Regions from separate parts of the Mus musculus genome. Here regions 1 and 3 are each linked to region 2. The links are chromatin contacts, called in public Micro-C maps. All regions are on one chromosome and are shown on one strand. The core of a region is the stretch at or near the end of the contact, and the rest is flanking DNA. Distances in the headings are between cores, read along the strand shown.

The links. Hi-C and Micro-C count contacts between places; a contact is called where the count stands out from the background.
Region 1: a contact with region 2 is called in a Micro-C map of muscle stem cells, with 3 times the contacts expected there. The contact joins two enhancer-like sites. A contact is called at or near these places in 1 of 15 datasets of contacts at CTCF or cohesin (stem cell-derived epiblast-like cells), 12 of 484 Hi-C or Micro-C datasets (differentiating embryonic stem cells, embryonic stem cells, muscle stem cells and 1 more), 1 of 115 datasets of contacts at active chromatin or transcription factors (embryonic stem cells) and 1 of 9 other capture datasets (embryonic stem cells).
Region 3: a Micro-C map of muscle stem cells shows a contact between it and region 2, with 3 times the contacts expected there. The contact joins two enhancer-like sites. A contact is called at or near these places in 1 of 15 datasets of contacts at CTCF or cohesin (stem cell-derived epiblast-like cells), 18 of 484 Hi-C or Micro-C datasets (differentiating embryonic stem cells, embryonic stem cells, muscle stem cells and 2 more), 2 of 115 datasets of contacts at active chromatin or transcription factors (embryonic stem cells and stem cell-derived neural progenitor cells) and 1 of 9 other capture datasets (embryonic stem cells).

Annotation. Positions count from the first base shown.
Region 1 is chr13:47,334,903-47,337,602 of GRCm38.p6, reverse strand. No RefSeq gene overlaps it. Among named protein-coding and RNA genes, the nearest start is that of Gm52039, 99 kb to the right of the region's middle. Within about 2 kb of position 1,337, at least 75 of the 459 cell types and tissues checked have an H3K27ac peak or open chromatin away from gene starts, as enhancers often do. A contact at or near this core is called in muscle stem cells, where this site is marked.
Region 2 is chr13:47,531,865-47,534,564 of GRCm38.p6, reverse strand. No RefSeq gene overlaps it. Among named protein-coding and RNA genes, the nearest start is that of Gm52028, 30 kb to the left of the region's middle. Within about 2 kb of position 1,439, at least 2 of the 459 cell types and tissues checked have an H3K27ac peak or open chromatin away from gene starts, as enhancers often do. A contact at or near this core is called in muscle stem cells, where this site is marked.
Region 3 is chr13:47,351,248-47,353,947 of GRCm38.p6, reverse strand. No RefSeq gene overlaps it. Among named protein-coding and RNA genes, the nearest start is that of Gm35733, 86 kb to the left of the region's middle. Within about 2 kb of position 1,352, at least 2 of the 459 cell types and tissues checked have an H3K27ac peak or open chromatin away from gene starts, as enhancers often do. A contact at or near this core is called in muscle stem cells, where this site is marked.

The DNA of each region.
Region 1 (2,700 bases), core at 88-2,587, 200 kb after region 2:
ACACAGAATGCACAGAGATAGCTACAGGGGTGTGTGTGTGTGTGTGTGTGTGTGTGCGCGCGCGCGCGCACTGTAAGCTGCAAAGATAGAGATGGGGGGAGTGTGGTTCGAACTACATCTGTCAATAATGGGAACTTATCCCTTCATGAATATACCGTTCCTACAAATACATTGCTTTCTCCCAAAGAGATCCCTGAAACCGAGAGTGTTTGACTATGCATATTATTGACAATCACTCTTGCATTGATGATCTTGGATTAAGGACCCTACCCAATACCGTTCCAAACGGTCTGCCTCAGCCAACACCCTGTCCAACAGAGCAGCCTTTCAGAGCCTCAGATCAAAGCCTCCTGTGTGCAGAGTGCCCATTGTTCATCAGTGACATGTGACTTGCACCTGCTCCGCTGAGGTGTTCCGCTTTCACTGTGTCCCTCTCTGCCTCTGCAAGCTGTGGCAAGATCACAGGGGCCAGTCACTTCAGTGACGAAGGAAGCCACACTCTGCCAGTCACACGATGGACCAGCTGTGCTGGTCCTGTGTGAACCAGGTGCCTCCTGCTTCCCCCAGGAATCCGCTGCCAAGCCTTGGCAGAGAACGGACGAGCAGCTGCTCCTCGGGCTTCGGTCTTGTCTATTTCTCTCCTCCACAGCCTGAGAATCCAAATGCAATCCCCTGGCAAGCCGGGCACAAAGCAGAGGAAAGAAACTTTGAAAGAAGACGCAAGGGCGGTGACTACAGAAGGTTGACTGAGCTCACAGAAAAGCAGGAGACAGTCAATGAGTGCAGTAAGATCACTTGAACCCTAAGCTTCCCATGTCTCGAAGGCCAACGTCCTCACCACAGGAGAAACTTATCGAAAAGTGAATGGGGTACTAATCACAGATTGTCGTGATTGTTATTAGACATCCAGACACACAGAGTTCAAGCCGATGCCAACCAAGATCCAAATAAAACCACCATGATAATAACAACAGCCTCAGCTGAGACGATCAAGCAGCGCCCTTTGCCATACAAGAGGTTTGGTTCCATGACTTCTCATGGTTTAATTTGATTAACAGATCTGGGGATAGGAGGAGTGTTTGTTCTCACAGGCTTTTCTGGCTTTACGCTTTCTCCATGTGACCACCCAAGAAACACTGGTAGGCCGCAACTAGATTGCATTTACTTCCTGCACTGTGGATTGTATTGTCTTTTGTTTTATTTTTTTTTGAAAATATGTAAATACCACTAAGCCACTCATCCAACAGTCTCACGTTCTCATTCGATTGGAATGCTGCTTGCTCGTGCAGGCGGACCAGGAGTGGGCGACCAATTAGCCAAGTGGCTGACTCCAACCCCCAAAAGCTCTTCCTTGCACAGGGATCTCGAGCTGCAGTGGCCACTGTTTCCCAAGCACTGAGTCCCAAGTCAGGAGGAGGTGGGGGGAGGGGAGAGTATAAATGGTGCGGCTGTGCGGTGACTCATCCTCTCGCTGACTCCACTCTCTTGTCTGTTTGCAGTCGCTTGGACAGCTGTGTTGGCCATGTGGAGTCAGAGATATTTTTTGTTCCCAAAACAGGAAGATGGGATGAGGAGGGGGGAGCTGGGGGTGGGGGGGAGACGAGACAGTGGATGTGTGTGTGAGGATGTGAAGTCATGGTTGCCGTATGATTTCAGCTCCTCTGACAAGCCAGCCATCACTACCATTAGTCACTAGCCCTCCAAGGATGAGAGCCATCTGGGTCAATTCCCCAGTGAAGTGAGATGGAACTGGTATATCTGTGGCTCAGGTCTTGGAAACATGTCTCGCAGTAAGGAGAGGTAAGGGGTGAAGATGAGGTCGCTAGCTGGAAACTGAGGAAAAGCAGCCTGTTCACAATGAAAACAAAACAGAAGATACAGGCTGGGCTAAAGCTGTAAGCGAGTTGGCAGAGGGCTTGCCTAACATACAGGAAACCCTGGGGTCCAGCCTCGGGGCACTGCACAAGCAAGATGTGGTGGCATATATGCATGCTATCCTAGTTGTCAGGAGAAGGCAGGAGGATCAGGAATCCAAGGTCATCCTTAACTACATAGTATGAGGCCACCCTGAGATACACAAGTCAAACACCTTGACGTCCAAACGCCCATAGTTCAAAGAAACAGACACCAGAGAAGTACCCAACACGGAGGTAAGAGAGGGCGGGGTGATTTAGAATCACTAAGGATGGAACTGTGAGTGGAGCCAAAGGCAACATGTCCTCTCTAACATCAGCTGCCTCCTCTTCCTGGTCCCCAATCAGGACACGCCCTCCTCTGCCTGCCATGAAAGCATCTTAGCCTCCAACTTCAAGCCTTCCGCCGAAACTCCCACCCTCCTCGATAGGGTTCATCAGAGCGTCGTGCTCGGGTCGAGTTCTCTTTAAATAAACATTTATTGGAATGAAGCCTGTGTTCAAGGCTTGTTTCTGGCCATTTATGCTGCAAGAAATGAGGTAGAAGAGACAGGGACCCTGGGCCCACAAAGCCTAGACGACTGTCCATCAGTCTCCTTGCCATATTATATCAGGGTAGAGGAGTGGAAAGTCTCTAGCTAAAATGGCAAAACATTCTCTCATCATTTTGACCCAGCTGACTTGATGGATGAAGAAGGTTCCTCCTGTCCCACCCAAGACCACTCTTCTCTGGCCTCTGAGGGCCTCCCCCATCTCCCCTCCCAAGTGTCTGTAACTCTTTGAATAC
Region 2 (2,700 bases), core at 190-2,689:
ATAAAACACTGCATTATAAATGACTGCAAATTGCGTTCCTAGTGTTTTCCATGCTTAATTTATTATGCCGTAGGAAAAATGTGCAAATTACCTCATGGTTTTAAACTCAATGGTGAGTTCTATAAGTATATTGGTCCTTTAAAAATAAATCAAAACATGCACACATGTCACCTGGCGAGCTATATCAGATATTCAACGTTGGACCAAAACCTGGTCAAGTGTCCTTTCATGCAGATTATATTATTTGCATTAGAGATAATTTGTTCCACTTCTGCCCCAGGTACTTCCTCTGTCCCACAGACACAACCCACCCACCATGTTCATGCTTATACTAACTTTCCAAAACCTGATCTTTTATCATTCAGTACTTCTTGGTCCTCTCTACTACAGAAGATCTGGGGGTGGGAGAAGTTCATGCCTACGTTTAAAATCTTCCAAGGTGGTCTAACTAATTAGAACATCTGCAGTTGTGGGGAATTGGACTATTATAGATCCAGAGCCAAATTATCTGGAGCTGTCTCTAACCCCTCATAAGTAATTCACTGCCTACTTCTTCATTTGAACTAACATCCTTTTGCAATAGTTAACAGACCAACCACAAGCTAAGACTGTCATCAGACAGCATCTACAAGCCGCAGCAGAGATGTCCCTGCCTTGATATACCACCTACCTGATGTCCTTATCAGTGCATTCTAAAGGTACCATGTTTATGCCCCTCTTTTGTTCTGTAACTGTAAGTCCAAATTAAACCATTGTGTTGTGGTCACTCCTGTGTGGTCACTATTACTCCCTTTGAGATGAAAGCTGTGTTTTTATATCAACACCTTCTACATATGTGAGAGCTGAGCATTAGGCTAAGCCTAACCTAACTGCATGCCGCCATTCACACTCCAAGGAGAAGTTTTGAATATGCTTTTAAAAATAACCACACATCTCAGCTTAATTATATATTCTCATTCCAGCTCTCTTCCTCTCTTTTGATGCCATCTTCCTTCATGTTTATTGATTATTTATCACCTTCTACATACATAAGCACTTTCCCATGAGTTTTCTTGGTGGATTTTTTTTCCCGTTTGTTTTTAACTTTAAATTTTAAATGACAATAGACCCAAACTTGAGGTGGAAATTTCTTGCTACCTCATGTGATGCACATTCACATGTTGTTTTGCAGAGGGTAAGACCCGTGAGAGGACATGTGATGTTTGGAAAGAGTATAAGTGGGACTCAGTGGACAGTGACAGTATGCTTGCATAGCTAGTTGTACAATATGGGAGCACTTCCAATCTCCATTTGTCAGGATACCAGCAGTATCCTTGGTATGATTGGTCTTGAGTCTTCACTGATCTTCACTTCATTAAGAGAGGTATGGTGGAGATCTCCTGGCATTCCGGCTGGTTCTGGTTGCTCCCACTGACTCATGATGATTCAGTGGGAGCCTGATGGTTTCTGATGAGTCATACTACAGTTGCTGATTTGTGTTTGGTGACACTTTTGAACTTGACTGTTGGTATCATGACACTACTGAACTATATTGCTGGTATCCTGACAATGGAGATTGGAATCACACCCAAAGAACTACTTCTAAACAGGTCCACATCCCCTTGTCCTATTAACCATCTTTTCTTCCCTACCCTTAGACAGTGGGTTAGAAGGGAGGTTGAAGTACTTCAGAATCCTTGTTAAAGTAAGTTTGAAAAATCTAAGCCTACACAAACTGTATAAGACAAGCCATATAGACATTCACAAAGTTAATACCACACAAATTTTAGAAGTACTTACAAAGTGATTTGCTTTCATTTTGAATGTAGGCATACAAGGAGTCAAATGGCTCTAGTTCACTCTCCACTCCACGGGATACAGGAAAAATGGATTTTTTCATGCTTTTTTTTTCTTTTTTAGTCAACATGGGTCATTATTATTAAAATGTTGTCCACCATTACATAAAGGGCAAAAGAAAAATGGTGGCTTGCATGTGTGCAAAAGAAAAATTGGGTGGCTTGAATTGCTTCCCAATTCAGAAGAATCCTTCCATTCCTTTGTTAAAGGCTGACAGGATATTGAAAATGATTTTTGAAACAAAAGCTCACGCATTCCGGACTGGCTTCCCTCTGTAGCTGGGGATTATCTTGAATTTCTTATCCCTTACTTTTACCTCCTGAGTGCTGGAATGACAGATGTATAATACTACATCCAATTTATACAGTGCAAGGGGTTGAACCCCAGGATTCCCTGTATCAGGCATTCAGCAACTGAACTGCGTCTCTAGTTCTATATATGTTGACTCACATTTACAAACACACACGCGTGCACACACACACACGAGATCTCAACCCTACACAAAGAACTGTAGGCAACTAAAAAAAGCTGGAAATGGGAGAGATTATCTTCCCCAGGGAAGAGCACACCAATTGCTTATCCAATACCAAACAGTCAGCCCTGAAAGCATATACACAGGTGGCATTAGATAAATACATTATATTTGGCATACATATTTATATTGTTATTGTGGGCATACATACACCACACACACACACACACACACACAGGTTTGTTGTGCCTGCAAAAATAATTAGAAAAAGAAGATTCCATGAATTTGAAGGAGAGTAGGGAGATGTATATGGAAGTATTTGGAGGAAATAAAGAGAGACTAAGTGTAGTTAAATTATAATGTCAAAAATAAAGTAGACACGCAAACTTTAT
Region 3 (2,700 bases), core at 103-2,602, 180 kb after region 2:
TCCAGTCTCTAGTTCCAGGAACCAGGAGAGAGGCACAGCTCCAGTCTCCCTAAGGGAAACCAGGAGGAAGTCAAGACCTGAGCACACTGGTCCTCCTGGCTGCTCAGGTCTGTCTCCCACACACATGTCTCTCTCGTCTCACTTAAACTTGCTCCATTATAACATTCCAGTGTGTTTAAAGGCTGGAACTTTTTTGTTTGTTTGGTTTTGGTTTTTGGTTTGTTGGTTTGGTTTTTTTTTGGGGGGGGGGGTGGGTTTTTTTGTTTGTTTGTTTTTGTTTTTGGGTTTTTGGCTTTTGTTTTTTTTTGTTTTTTTTTGTTTTTTTTTTTTGAGACAGGGTTTCTCTGTATAGCCCTGGCTGTCCTGGAACTCACTTTGTAGACCAGGCTGGCCTCGAACTCAGAAATCTGCCTACCTCTGCCTCCCGAGTGCTGGGATTAAAGGTGAGTGCCGCCACAACCCGCACTTATAAGTCACTCAACTACTTTCCAAATCCTGGTCTGCCATCCATCTATAACCTCCAGTTTCTTGCTGCCGATGGAGACATTAAGGTCTCAATGGTCTAATGTTTCAACATTAGAACAGAAAGAAAGAACATTAGAAAGAACATAAGAAAGAAAGAAAGAAAGAGAGAGAGAGAGAGAGAGAGAGGAAGGAAGGAAGGAAGGAAGGAAGGAAGGAAGAAAGAAAGAAAGAAAGAAAGAAAGAAAGAAAGAAAGAAAGAAAGAAAGAAAGAAAGAAAGAAAGAAAGAAAGGGCATTGTTTTAAGTCCCATTTCTCCCCCTGTGACTCAAAATTAGGACATTATAAGAAAGTTGTCCTGAACCCTGGTTTTCTGGCTCCCTGGGGCATCCCACCCAGTTCCGGGACTTTCCCCTCCAGAAAGAAAGAGGCACTTTTGATGGAAGTGAAGCTCTGTGGAGGGTGGAGTCAGAGAATTCTCAAAGGCTGTCCAGCTTCTCCCAAAATGCCTAAGGCATCACTTTAATCCTGGGTAAATACAGCCAAGGAGTCTCTGGAAAGGCAGTGGTACCAAGAACAAGCCACAAAGAAACAGTTTGATTGTGGTGAACTGAAGGAATGGCCATTTTAATTGCTGTCTGCCTGCAGGCTGTGCTGCGCCCCCCTAACTAAGGAAAGGAAGTACCAGCTGGCCCTTGCTAAAGAGTGCCCAGGAGCCAAAGACCAGAACACACTGGTCACAGGACACCTCGAATCCTCCTGTCCCTCAGCTGAGGGAGTTTGGTGTATGACAAACTGACATAGCCAAAGATGAATGAATGCTAGGGCATTATCAAGCCCCAAAAGAGCTGTGGCTGGTGACCACATCACTGTAACTAATCAGCCAATCCGCCAAAGTGGAGTCACCCATAAGAACTGTCCAGAGGAGCAGGTGGCTGGTGAAATAGCCCAGACTTGTATAGCACAAGAAGAAGTCTGTCTCAGCCTCTGGTAATAGAACATACGGATCTTCAAAGACTTAAGGGAGCAGACAGCATATTAGAAGATGCAAAAGGCATGATATACCATATAAGAAGACATTGGAAGAATATTGGCCTGGTAGCTTCATTTGCTATAGAAGAATCATTCATTTCAAGCCTTGATAACCTAGAACATTTTCAAATAACAAAATTATGGGCTGAAGAATCTCAGAGGCAGGTCAATGTTGGTCATGATCCAGCATGCCAAAGGCCTTGGCATCCATCCTCCACACTGGACATCAGTAACCAACTGATGAGACCAACAGTGACCCTTGCTCCAGCCATCTCTGGCTGGAAGATGGTTTCAAACCCTGAGTAGATGGGAGTAGTCCCGCCATGACGTCACATTCAGTCTCTGGTTGATAATACAGTAAACTAGTACCTGCCCCACCACAGCTTCCTTTCCTGGAAGCCCTTCGTGGGTAAGTGTCTCTGTTCTCAGTATCAAACACAGAAGAACCTTCACTGCTACCACCAATATCACACCATCAATACCCTGTCTCCCGATGAGATCCTTTGCCTAGGTATCTTGTTGCCTAGGTAGAGGCTGATCAATGCACTGATCCCAAAAGTTCCAACCTTGTTCAGTCGTGTCGAGTGCCCCACTCTTGCTCAATAGATCCTAACTGGAACTTACCCTTTTTGAGGTCACTTTGGCATAGAGACAAAATGACATGGGTGGTAGTAGCTCAGGCCATCATGATCCCATGAATGAGTTCAAGATGCAGCATACAATTCCCCATCTCCTCTCTCCCTTGTCCCTTTGTCCCCTCTAATCCCAGATTGCTTCTGCTACCCATATTAAATTAATACATGATCATTTTCACATACACCAATGAGCCCAAAGCTTTCAACATCTTGCTAGAAATTACTGTGACTCCATCTTTCAAATGCAGTGTTGATAATCCCTTTAGACTCATAAAGAGCTCATTGGAACCAGCACTGGAGGAATTAAATGTGTCGTCTCACCAAACAGAGACACAAATCTGTTACTAAGAAAAAGATGGTTGTGGTGGGCTTTGAAGTTTTCACACTATTCTAGTTTGATTTCTGTCGCTGTGAAACAGGAATGGCCATGAACAACTTGGGAAGAATAGGGTTCATTTTATCCTCCACTGTATAGTCACCAGGAAGAGAAGTTAGACCGGGAACTCAATGCTGGAATCTGGAGGCAGAGATTAAAGCTGGACCGTGAAGGAATGATACTTACTGGCTTGCT